Linked DNA regions of Sus scrofa: region 1 is linked to region 2. Evidence: chromatin contacts called from public Hi-C data. All regions are on one chromosome and are shown on one strand. Each heading gives the region's core, a stretch centred on a gene start, on an enhancer-like site or on the middle of the called end of the contact. The rest is flanking DNA. Distances are from core to core; before and after follow the strand shown. Region 1 overlaps TANC1 (protein TANC1). Region 2 overlaps LOC110256997 (a long non-coding RNA gene).

Evidence for each region. A called contact is a pair of places that touch in the nucleus more often than the background predicts.
Region 1: a Hi-C map of liver shows a contact between it and region 2, with 6 times the contacts expected there. The contact joins two enhancer-like sites. A contact is called at or near these places in 2 of 5 promoter capture datasets (fetal skeletal muscle and liver), 25 of 47 Hi-C or Micro-C datasets (adipose tissue, alveolar macrophages, brain and 14 more) and 1 of 2 datasets of contacts at active chromatin or transcription factors (skeletal muscle).

What each region holds. Positions count from the first base shown.
Region 1 is chr15:66,046,163-66,052,478 of Sscrofa11.1, reverse strand. The region is part of intron 3 of TANC1 (protein TANC1); the gene reads right to left. Among named protein-coding and RNA genes, the nearest start is that of TANC1, 130 kb to the right of the region's middle. Within about 2 kb of position 1,563, at least 2 of the 83 cell types and tissues checked have an H3K27ac peak or open chromatin away from gene starts, as enhancers often do.
Region 2 is chr15:65,854,013-65,860,769 of Sscrofa11.1, reverse strand. It overlaps LOC110256997 (a long non-coding RNA gene), which reads right to left. Exons shown (of 3, transcript XR_002339107.1): 3 at 1,663-3,518. Among named protein-coding and RNA genes, the nearest start is that of DAPL1, 61 kb to the right of the region's middle. Within about 2 kb of position 4,424, at least 12 of the 83 cell types and tissues checked have an H3K27ac peak or open chromatin away from gene starts, as enhancers often do.

The sequences.
Region 1 (6,316 bases), core at 314-2,813, 190 kb before region 2:
ATTTTCTTTATCTATCAAAGCCATGGCAATTTTACCTCACTCTCAAAAGCTGACCTAGATAAGCATTAAATTGAGAGTTCTTGGTGACACACGGACTTAATACAACAAAAAGAGTGACTGCTTGTTGATTTTCTTTAAAACCAACTCAGGCTGTCAGACTAATCTCCAGCTCAGCACTTGCTAACATTTAAATGATCCCACCAACTCTCTCACCTCTCCCCTTCTGAGGATGCACGGCCTACAGACGTAAACATTCCAGGAGGCAGAGAGCTGCTAATCCCCCACTAGCCCCTCATTCCCACATGTCACAGTGGGCACTCGCGGGAGTCCTGGCTACCTTCCACAAGGGCTTAAACTTCTGAAAACTTTTGGCCCAAGAAGAATGGGACAATTAAAACAAGTCCTCCACCTACCTACAGCCAAAGAGAAAAGCTCTAGAAGTTCTGGGTTTCAACCTGTTGCACTTTTATATCCAGCTATTAAACAACTGTGAATAATCAGAGTGAATAATCTAGAAGTTCTGGGTTTCAACCTGTTGCATTTTTATATCCAGCTATTAAACAACTGTGAATAATCAGAGTGAATAATCTAGAAGTTCTGGGTTTCAACCTGTTGCACTTTTATATCCAGCTATTAAACAACTGTGAATAATCAGAGTGAATAATCTAGAAGTTCTGGGTTTCAACCTGTTGCATTTTTATATCCAGCTATTAAACAACTGTGAATAATCAGAAAAAAGCTCACTTTAAGAAACACATTAGGGGTTCCCGTTGTGGCTCAGTGGTTAACAAATCCGACTAAGAACCATGAGGTTGTGAGTTCGATCCCTGGCCTTGCTCAGTGGGTTGGGGATTTGGCGTTGCTGTGAGCTGTGGTGTAGGTTGTAGATCCCCAGTTGCTGTGGCTGTGGCGCAGGCCGGCAGCTACAGCTCCGATTAGACCCCTAGCCTGGGAACCTCCACATGCCATGGGAGCGGCCCTAGAAGAGGCAAAAATACCAAAAAAAAAAAAAAAGAAAGAAAAGAAAAGAAAGAAAGAAAGAAAAAGAAACACATTAAAAGTTAACGGTATGCAAAAACAAAACAACTACTGGGAATTTTAACTTTAAAGTGTTCACTTTTTATGCAAACCCAGTCGTGTATAAAGGCAAAGTCAGAATGCAGCCTCTCTTTTAAGAACTTGACATTTTTTTTTTCTTAAAGTATTTTAGCTACTAGATAATAGGGTCAGGAGAGAGGCAGAATTCCTCAGAAATTGTTTCTAGGAAACAGCAATCCCTATGCACATACCACACGGTGGCGCCGCTTCAATGCTAATTTCAGACAAAATGCAGAAGAGTGTTTCTTCACCATGAAGATAGTAATGCTTGTACTCATGAGCAGTTAGGCGCAGGAGGTCCAGATTTTAATATCTAATGTCTCAGGTCACACACATATGGTTAACAATTTACATGGAGAAATTAAAATCCTACAGCCAGTCTGCCCCCATTTCAGGCTGGACCTAAGAGAACTGAGAACTGGGACATACTCACCCAGCAAAGGCTGGTCAGCGTCACTAAGAGCCAACAAGGTAACATGCAGGGCAACATGCAAGGTAACATGCAAGGGCCCATGGCAGGTGCCTCACAGTACAACACTTGAATGTCATCGACCTCTGAAGTTATACTGATACAAATAAGTGAGAAAGAAGAGAAGACTCTCCCAGGTAGAAAAATTCCAAATAATTTATGTGCATTCTCCACTCTCAAGGAGGAGAGCCTGACACCTCACCCTTCACGGTGGGCTGTGCATAGTGACCTCCCTCCAGAGAGTATGGAGAGGGACGTGGGATAGAGTGACTTCACTGTGGAGATACCTGGCAACTGTTACCTTGGCCAGGTGACCAAGTTAACAAAAACTGAGCTAAGTTATGTTGAAGTATCACATCCACATGATGCGCTATAAATAGTGCTTTATACCTCTGTGGTCTTCCTCCCCCAAACCCCTTAGCTTCAGTCTAATCATGTGAAGCATTGGACAGATTCCAAAAGAAGGGTGTCCTACAGAATGCTGGAACAGTAACCTCACAACGGCCAAGGTCATCAAAACCGAGGAAAGTCTGAGAAACTGCCACAGCCAACAGGAGCCTAAGGAGACATGACAAATAAACGCAATGCGGTATCCAGAATACGATCCTGAATATTAGGTTATAAACTGAAGAAAGAGGAAGCATAGACTTTGGTTAATAACAATGTATCAGTATGAGATCACTAGTTGTAACAATGTAGCATTCTGATGTACCATGTAAATTATAAAAGAAAATGGGTATGTGGTAGCATGTGCAAACTCTGAACTATCTTCACGACTTTTCTATAAATCTAAAACTGTTCTAAAATAAACTTTTAAAAAATATGCATTTTTATTTAAGGCTAAATGGTAACTCACGTAGCCTTCACACACAGGAGATTGCCTTTAGCTTCTGTATTAAGGAATTTAGGCTGTGTTCCCAACAATCCCTTGATATCTGCCACAGAAGAAGAGGGTCCTTACAGGCTGAAGGTGTTCCATGTGATGTACTCAGCAACCAGGCCTTTAAAGAGGTAATTAAGTTAAAAACGAGGCCATAGAAGTGGACCCTAATCCAGTCTGAGTGGTGCCCTTCGAGAGGAAATTTGGTCAAAGAGATCCCAGGGATGCAGAGACAGAGGAAAGACACAGGGGGAAGGTGGCCATCTGGAAGCCAAGGACAGAGGCTGCAGGAGAAAGAAACTAAACATGTCAGCACCTTGATCTTGGCCTTCCAGCCTCCAGACCCATGAGAAAATGAATTTCTGTTGTTTCAGCCACCTACTCTATCATACTTTGCCATGGCAGCCCTGGCAAACAAGTACAAAGGTGAAGCAGAAGAGTGCTGCTTCACTGAAGGTCGTGTGAAGGACAGCAGTGGGAATGCAGAGCTTGACGGCTTCTGTGCAATGTGTACCTTTTGAGGGGGATCTGACTGAAGGCTAATGTTCTGGACAACAACTAAAGTGACGTGGAGATGCCTCAGCTTTGGAATCAGGTGCAATGAAGTTCAAATCCCAGTCAGTCACTAAGTTGCAGTGTAACCTCCAGGCAAGTTGTCTAAACTCTTGAGTCTCTCCATCAACTATAAGTGGGACTAATGCCTACATTAAGGGTTAAAAACCTTTACAAAGGGTCAATATGTGGTAAGTACTGAATAAATACTAACTTTGCATTCACCTTGTCCTTTCCCTCCAAGGTAAAAGTTTGGTTGGCAAACTTTTGGTCTAGGAGTTAAATCTGATCCCTTGCACATTTTTGTAAATAAAATGTTAGTGGAACATGGCCTTGACCACTCATGTATGAACTGTCTATGGCTGAGATGTGCTAGAGTGAGAGGTGAGTGGTTACAACAACCCAGTCCATATGGCCCTCAAAGCCTAAAATGTTTACAATCTGGCCTTTAACAGAGTTTGTTTATTGTGCTCCATGGTCAATTACCCTATTTCCAGAAGCTGACAGACACCATCATTCCTTAACACACTCGAACTTCCCAGCATCTGCCTAAGATGCCATGTCTTGAGATCCTTCCTCCTCCCAGAAAGCCAGCGAGGCGAGTGCAGCCCTGCACTTCCGACTCCCTGGTGTTTTCACAAGCAAGGCTCTCTGCAGAGCATGCGAGGTTTAAGATACTCAAAGTTGGAATTCCCACTGTGGCTCAGTGGACACAAACCTGATTAATATCCATGAGGACGCAGGTTTGATCCCTGGCCTCACTCAGTGGGTTAAGGATCTGACGTTACCACGAACTGTGTGGTGCAGGTCACACATGCAGCTCAGATCCCGCATTGCTATGGCTCTGGCATAGGCCAGTAGTTACAGCTCCCATCTGACCCCTAGCCTGGGAACCTCCATATGCCATAGGTGCAGCCCTAAAAAGAAAAAGAAAAAAAAAAAAAAAGGTCAAAAGAGTAAGACCCTACTGCCAGAAAAATCAAATCCTCCCTGGCCTCCCTGGATTTCCATCCTGGCCTCAAAGACCTCCTGCCCTGCGAGGCCTTGTAAGACTGCAAGGCAGTCTTTCCAGGCAACTCAACCCCTGTCTGCCCTGTAACCCATAACTCATGCTTTAAGAACACCCTCCAGTGTCACCCACACTTGGAAACTTAACAGCTCCACCAAAACGATTCCCACTCTTCTCTCTGCGGTCACAACACTTTGCAGACACCACAATGTCTTAAAAGTTGTTGCCTCTCTCACTAAGCTGGAAGGCTCCCAAAGCTTGGGGCCATTTATTTACTTTTATATCTACCTCACTTCTAGCCCAGAGCCCAATAAGCTTGTATAAAACAAATGTTCATAGAGCCTCATTAAATCACTGAGTGAAAAGAAGATGCAAGTAACTAAGAGTTACTTCTGAGGTCATTTGGAAAAATAAATGTTACCACCTAAAAAGTCCTACCCACCTACAGTGTGCTCTTAGGAAGGAAGCTCAGGAAAATCTCTTGCCAACTTAGCTGCTGGCAAGTCCAGAGAGCTGGGAGAAGGAACCCGTGAAAGAATTAGTGCATAAAAAGGTACTCTTTTTAAGAGCTAAAGGGCACACAAATGAAGACTTCTCCAGTTTGAAAGGAAGAAACGGGGAAGTGAACCCCCAAAATAAAATGCAAATAATGAAAAGGTGCCCAAATGCAAATAAAAATGTACTTCTCTTAAGCAGTCTGCTAGAACGTTCCTTTCTCATTTCAGGGACAATACATGGGACTCACCACATCTTTATTTTACCCTTTATGTGTATCATGAAGAAATCCACGAGCAAGATTGCAAGTAAGTCATGGTGACTGGTGACTGGCAGGTATCAAGCTACAAATTTTTTCTCCCTTAAAAGGACCTGTTATTCCTCAGTTGCTTACTAAATCACCAGAAACTTAAGAAAAATATACAGTAAAACCTAACGTCAAGTAAATATCAAGTGCTTGGAGCCTGTTTAACGTGTATTTCCTCGAGCTGGCCTGTGACATCATTTCTTCCTGACAGAGAGCCTTGTAGGGCTCAGGGGGCTGTTCTGTGGCTCTTTTACAGCCAGGCAGCAGCAAACCTTCCCTCCAGACAACACACAGATGCTGGGTGGTTTCCCAACTCTCACCCCCAACATCTTCAGCATGAGTTTGCTTCCTTGGGAACTGCTTTCCACACTTCTCCAAAAGTTGCTTACTTGCATTCTTACAGGTTGATCTTTATCACTTTTGATAAGAGCTACACTAGGATCAAGAATAAACAAACAAGGCATTTGGTCAGGAGTCACACAGATGACAGAGATAAAAACCAGGGAGATATCTGAGGAGACCCTTCCACAGAAGCCATGGAGGGGTCTAGGTCCTCCAGAAAGCCATGCCCAGAATTAACCAACCCAAACCCCACCCCCCAACATGAGAACTGGACCTTAGAGGGCCCCGCACTAAAGCAGTGGAGACTTCCTTGCTGTCTGCAGAGAAACAGACTAAAGGCAACAAGGATGAAGTTTGAGTGAGGCCAACAAAGGAGGAAAGGGGCAAATTACCAGCTCTCAGTAGTCAGGGGCAGCAGAAGCATTTCTTAAGAGTGTTTTAGGAGCCATGCATTTGCCAAACATTCCCCCCACCCTCTCAAAGTTCAATATGGTAGATAATTTACTCTCATTCTCGAATGAGGAAACCAAGAACCAGAGAAGTTGTGAAATAACCTCCAAAGACACAGAGCTACTGAGAACAGGCATGCAGGATGTGAACCCAAGTTTGTCCATCTTTTGGGGCCAGAAACTTCCCGCCACACTATATAGCTTGGGTAGAATTTTTCCACCTAGAAGGCAGCGAGGGAAAAGGGAGAGTGTACAAAAAGTTCCAGCGTATCTAATGCGGAATAGATCTGCTTAAACCTGACAATCTCTAAAAACAATCAAATAAATCACACACTTTGCAAATATTTTGCATGCATATACTCTTATTTTAATGTGTGTGTGTGTATATACATATGTATATATGAGTACATATACAAATTCATTCAAGGCTTAGAGTACACATGTCTGGCTCCAACAGAAACTATAAAACTGAAAAACGTTGTAAATAATTTTGTTAAAGTAAACTATTTTTAATAAAGGAAACCTCTACTGAATTCTGGCTAAAGAACTTGAAGTCAACAATCATTCTTTCACTGACACAATAGGAGAGTCTTAGCCTGTAAAGCCTCACCCCAAGAACCTCTAATTTCCATATCAAATATTAACAGTTGACTCTATGATGTGTACAACAGGCATATATTTTCTTTTGATTACTGAGGACTGTCAATGTCCAGAG
Region 2 (6,757 bases), core at 3,175-5,674:
GTTTCTTAAAGCATGGACTTCCTCAACTCCAATGTAAACTTCCTCTCTTCATTTCCACTAAACTCAAGGGGCTTGTGTAAACCCATTTATGAAAAAGAAAATTGGTATATTGTGAGGTATGTGCGCAAAGGATGGTGTGTGCGTTGGTGTTTGTGTGTGTGTGGGAGGTGGTACTGTGTGTGAGTGTAGGTGTTGTGTCTGTAGGGATGTGTGTAGGGGGGTGGTATGCATATATACATGTGAAGTGTGTGGGGCATGTTGCGTATGGGTGTGGGTGATGTATGTGTGTTTGTGTGGTATGTGTGTGGGAGGGAGGGTGGTATGTGTATGGGGTGTCTGTGTGTGTGGTATTGTGTGCGTAGGTGTTGTGGTAGGGTGTGCGTGGGTGTAGGTGCTGTGTGTGTGTGTTGTGGGGGGTATTGTGTTTGTGTGTGGTAGGTGGTGTATATGTTGTATGTGTTGTGGGGGGATGTTGTGTGGGGTGTTGTATTTGTGTGTGTGAGGTGGTATGTGTGTTGTGTGTGTGTGTTGTATGGGGGGTGTTGTGTGGGGGTGTAGGTGTTATGTTTGTGAGAGGTGATGTGTGTATTGTGTGTGTTATATGTGTATTGTTGGGCTGTAGGTGTTGTGTCTGTGCGGTGTTATGTTTGTGTGTGTGAAGTGGGATGCATGTGTATTGTGTGTGTTGCAGGGGGTGTTGTGTTTGTGTGTTTGTGAGGTGGAGTGTGTGTGGTGTTTGGTGTTGTGTGGTGGTGGAGGTGCTATGTGCAGCGGTGTGTGTGGGGTTTGTGTGAGGTGGTGTGTGGGTGGTGCAGTGTGTGTGGAGGGTGTGTGGAGGAATGGGGTGTGCGTGCGGAGGCTGCAAACTGGGAGCTCCTCCTAATTTAGGCTCCACCTGCGGGAAAGGTACAGGAAGAGGGCTCTGAGGAGCTGCCCTGCACCCGTCTTCTGATCGTGACTTAGCCCCGTTTGCTGTTTTCTATTTATTTATAGCAGATATCTCATGCTTCTATCTGTGCCTTTCACTTCTGATCTCTGACTAAAGAAAATTTCTTTTTTTCTGATCTGTGTTTCAGTCTCACCAGCGATTTATGGAGTTGGCTCTTGGTAAGTTTTTCTTTTGATCATTGTTCACCCTCAGTTAATTTGCTCAAGTAAAAAGCAAACTCTCAGGAGGAGATTAGCGAGAAGAAGGACCGAATTTAGCTTTATCAAATGAAGTGTTTCTGAATTTGATCACTCACTTCTCCCTCCAGGGGAAATTTAGGAAGTAATAGTAACCTCTTTGATATTTAACAACTCATTGATGGTCTCCGTTATTTATGTCTTAAAGGGCCACACTGACTTTAAACACTGATGACTCATTTAAACTCTAGTCATAGGCTGAAAACAGAAGTTGAATGAAAAGCACAACCTCCTCCAGACTGCCTTCTGGTGAGTCCTAAATTTGACCTGCATCTTACCTTTAGTGTGAAAGAGTCCTTCTAATTTTGGCTTTCTTTTGTGCACACAGGTATTGCGGTAACGGGGGAGCTGGTTGTTGATTAGAGACAGGCAATTGTGAAAGTGACATCAGAGAGATTGGCTCAGGCATGTGCCACTAGGTCACCTCTCCTGCACAGTTATTTTCAGAACAAAATACCGCAAATAGAGACCATAATATTTTTCTTTCCACATTGTTTATTCTGAGAGACATGGGAACCATCACGGAGAAGATTCATAGGCTTAAACTGTAAACCCTGCAAGGCTGCTTTGTTTGAGTTAATGAAGATGTGATTTGGGGTCTCCTCTTCCCCATCTCACCTCTGCTGTGAGAAAACGGCAGTTCTCTGAAATTTATGGGAATTCTGACCTAAAGGGCCAGGAAGTGCAGAAGACTGGAGAAGGTGGGTAGAAAGGAGACCGGCCCCCAGTGGTGCACTTTTCCCAGGAGAGAAATAATGTTACCTGCAGCTCTTGGCACTGTTTCCATGGCACTGTTTTTAAATGCACAGAGATTTGCTTCTCCTCTTAAAATAGCCTCAGGCGTGTGAAAGACACTAGATGTCATTTAATTGACCTCTTCCATGTTTGAAGGCTGATAACCTATTTTATCTGGGGGAAAAAACATCTTGCAGTACTCAGAAAATCATTAGTCCTAAAACTAGGCGCAATCTGCACATGCATAGCCCAAACAAAGTTTTAAGGGGAAATGATCAGTTTTGCATTGAAATTTACTGTGAAAAATTTTATTTCAAAATGTCAATGTTTGCCAGTTCTATTAAGTTAACAGGGACAAGGCTAAAGGCTGAAAGAAGCCTTAGAGGAAGTCATGAAAGCTCCAGATTAAAAAATATTTTTTAAATGGTCTCATTGAGAAAATTTTCAAATGAGAGTCACACTCGAATGAATGAATGCTGTATCAAATTATCCGGAGACAAAGAAGAGAAGCCATTCTACCAGAACAAATGCAGTCTGCTTTGTCTAGGGGACAAATCATTCTTGCAGCCCGTTTGGAAATGTCACTTTTAAGTCAATGAGAGTTGTGTTCAAATAAGAGGGGGATGCAAGACCCTATTATATTCATTAGGATGTGATGTTTTGCCTCTGAATGGTTTCTACAGTGCATGAAAATTCCTTTTTTGGTGGGGGAGGCATCTATCTTTTTAATGTCTTAAACTGTTTTCAGGTTTTACAAAGTGCTTCAGTTTTTACATTGAAAGGCCAGACATGATCACACTGGAACACCAGTTGTCCAGCTACAGAAGTTCTGACTTTCCGGGCAAGTCTTTTGAACTTTTAACTTGGTGAAAATAGAGTCGTTGGCTTGCATGCAGAAGTTGTCTTCTGGAAGTGATCCAGGGCTTAGAGTAGTCAATCCTGCCATTTTCTCCATCTTTCCAAGATGTCACCACTGGAGTTCTGTCCACAACAGGGTTGATTTGAGCTGCGATGGTGTCCAGTGAAACAGGAAGTTCAGAGCTGAGATTGAGCAAAACTGACAGGGAAGTCAATTCACTGTCCCAAATTGATCAGATTGGCTGGCAACTTGGGGATTGCAGCCCAGCCAAAGCAGTTTGCCTTCTTGGTTCATTCTGACAAACTATAAATCCTCCAAAACTGCTGGTAAGCTCGTGAAACCAATTCGTTTTTGTTGCCAATATTAACAACTTTTTTTTGGATTACTAAAGGAGACGACATACTAATCAACAGTCCAACACCATCAAACTCTTCTGGCAGATATAATAAAACCCTTTTTACAATGACTGATGATGTTTTTGGATCCTTCTGAAGTTTGATTTTTTTTTTTAAAAAGGCAAGTTTCTCCACAGAGTCAGAAGGATATAAACTGGGCTGCCAGAGCTGAGCCATCTTTGCTCCACAACAAGCAGGGCTCCCGGCAGACATGTGCTTGGGGAGAAAGCAGACGCTCCCTTTGATCTGTTAAAGTCTCTCCAGAAATACACGAGGGCTGATACCTTGTGTGCAGTCTCAGAGCAGAAACTCAAAGTTTTTGGATGATCCAAAGAAAGCAGCTCCTTCCAAAAAGAAAGCAAGTTTTAAAGAGGCATGCATTGGGCACATTGTTGACAAAGTTCAAATTCTCCACCTCATTGCACAACCTTCCATTTAGTTTTCTGGTAGAGGCGAAAGTTTAAAACAGTGGTGAGTCGTCTGTGGTCAGGAGCCTGCCTCGCTTCAACAAGCATCAGGAAATGTACTCCATGTTGCTATTTCTCAAATATGTACAAACATCAGTGCTAAATTTTTCATCACATGTCTAATAATAATATCATTAGAATTATAAAAAGAATATTAAAAATCATACTAACAATCAGCATATATTACATTTTACTCTGTGCCAGGCACGGTATCAAGTGTCGATGTGCCTATCTTGGAGTTGGTATTATTATTAGCCCCATTTTATAGATGAGGACACCGAGGTTGAGAAAAATAATTTGCCCAAAGTTACGGAGTTATTTATTTAGCTTGGTAGATCTAGTATTTGAATCCAGGCAGTGTAAATCCAGAGCCTGAGAGCTTAACCTCTGATAAAAGCTAACATTATGGAGCATGCCCACCGTGTGCTAGGCAGCACTGTTCTGTGCTATTATTATCACTTTGCAGATAAGGAAATAAAGTGGTAAAAAACTTGCCCAAGGTGACACTGCTATCAAGGGTGGAGGTCAGATTTAAACCCTGTCACTCTGATCCTAGACTTTGAGCACTTAATGTCTAAGTTTGTTCTACTGGTTAGAATATACATATTTCTTATAGGAGTTAATACAAGTATTTTCATTTTGAACTCTGAAAAGATGGGATCCGAATTGCCTGGCCTTAATCGGTTATTCTAAGGAAATGGCTGCCCTTCATTGCTTAGGTAGTCTCAGGATTATTTTGCAGCCAGCTGGATGGTTGGATTTTTTTGCTGGTTTATACTACCCTCTAGTGGTTCATAGAAAATTCTGATGATACGGCAATTTGATGACAAAGAAATAGAATGAGGTCTGTTAAGAGGATTCCTTTGAAACATAAATGTAAGTCATGAACATGAATTGATAGTATTTGTACTTTCAGTATTTTCTGACTAAGAAAAATACGTAAAGACAAAAAGCTACTATGAATTAAGTACCTCTTTATGTGGATATATTTTTATTAATGTCAAGAGTATAGATATACATGCAGATAAGATATGCATGCATACGTGTGTGTATATGTGTGTGTTTGTGTGTATGCATCATCCTGTTTCCAATGTATAGTTATATGTACCTATATGTTCACATAGATACATATATACATAAATGTGTGTGATTTATTAATAATTTACAAGTCTTAGCTATAGACAATGTTTGGAGTACACTGATGTCTTTGAAAGCCTCACGACAGCTCTTGAGCTATCATTTCAACCCAATCACAAGCAAGGGGTTCTGAATTAACACAAAATCTTAGATTAACCAGAATATTCTCCAGCCAGGTATAGGGTCTCCTTCCCTGGTGGTCTGTTTAAGAGGAAATCCTGCTACATGAGTACATCACAGCCTTACTCAAGCCTCTCTTATCCCCCAGTCTCCAACTCTGGGTGACCTTAGGAGGTGGAAGGGCAGTGGGAACAATCTTTCCTTGGTACACATAAAAGATACACCATTTAAAGAGAATTTTAAAACAATACAACCAACTTCAAAATGGCCTGCTTTTTATTATCACCATTAGCTGGCTATTTTATTTTATTTTATTTTATTTTATTTTATTTTGCTTTTTAGGGCTGCACCTGTGGCCTATGGAGGTTCCCAGACTAGGGGTCTAATTGGAGCTACAGCTGCCAGGCTATATACCACAGCCACAACAATGCCAGATCCGAGCTGTGTCTGCGACATAAACCACAGCTCACGGCAATGCCGGATCCTTAACCCACTGAGCGAGGCCATGGTGGAACCCACAACCTCATGGTTCCTAGTAGGATTTGTTTCTGCTGTGCCATGACGGGAACTCCCCAGCTGGCAATTTTAAACACTGAGAATGATAACATAATTCTAAAATTTTTTTTTGGTCTAAATTCTAAACAACTACTTTGATTTCTTTTCGTTTTAATCACACATACACATTTGCAATGAACACATTTGTGTTACTTATCCTCTCATAAACATTGTGTTCTTTATTATAGAAGTTAATCTGGAGAATTTCCAGTTATGCAGTTGGCCTATGACACAGGCCGACTAAGCTACCAGCTTTTTTTCAAGAGTAAGTTCATGATAAATTGGAATCATTAAGCCTCAATTTGGGTATAGCTGACCCACATATTCCTGAGTCAAACTGTAGATTTGAAAGAATCAGTGATAACACAGTGATTATAAAGATAAACAAAATTCAATAACTTTAATTCTGTCATTCTCTATAACCAGACATATTTGCAAACTGCCAGAATCAACCTAGAACAACATACAGTAAAATGCTATACTTTAGAATTGTTCATTGAAGGCTGGCATGTAGAAATTGTGGAGAATACCATTAACTCTGCAAAAATAGAGCATAAGGAAAATGGACATTCACAGAGTAATGTTGGGAGAAACAGCAAAAGACTGGTCTTACATTGCCAGAAGTAATCAAGAGGACAATGTTTAAATGTTTCAATCATTTTCACTAAGAACTGGACCCTCATTCTCAAATAAAAGATCAAATGCAAGCCCGTGTTCTCTATCACTCAGCAACTTTCTCTAATTTTTGCAGAAGAAAAATTTGGGAAGATTAAACCAAATACAGTAGAAATTTATGGTGATTCTTTTGGTATATATTCTAAGGGACTTTTTTGGGGGGTGGGGGGACCACAGACACATTTGAAAACTGCCACTATTTACCCCGAGGAAACAAAGACATAGACAATATTGCAATCTCTGGGATTTTTGAGAAATAGGATTATTATAAATCTCTGCTGATCTCAGCCTTATAGTTAAGTTTTCTTCTAACTCTTTGTATATGTATTGCTTCATTTGAAAGAAGACTGTCAAATTTAAAATAATTTAAAATGTTCCTTGCTTAAACAGTATGAGTGGAGACAGCTATGCCGTCTATTAAATCTGGGAAGAAGGTTGATTTTGACACTCATTGACAAATTTGCAGAAGTGAAGGCTCAGAAATAGAAACTAATAATATTCATTTCTGAAACACACCAAATGGAGGCATAAATTTTAGTCTTCTTTTCAAAAATCCATTAGATGTTTTCTCTTGTGTCCTATAATTTTTATTTTTACTAAAAAATTGCTTTACTGTTTTCTATGGACCT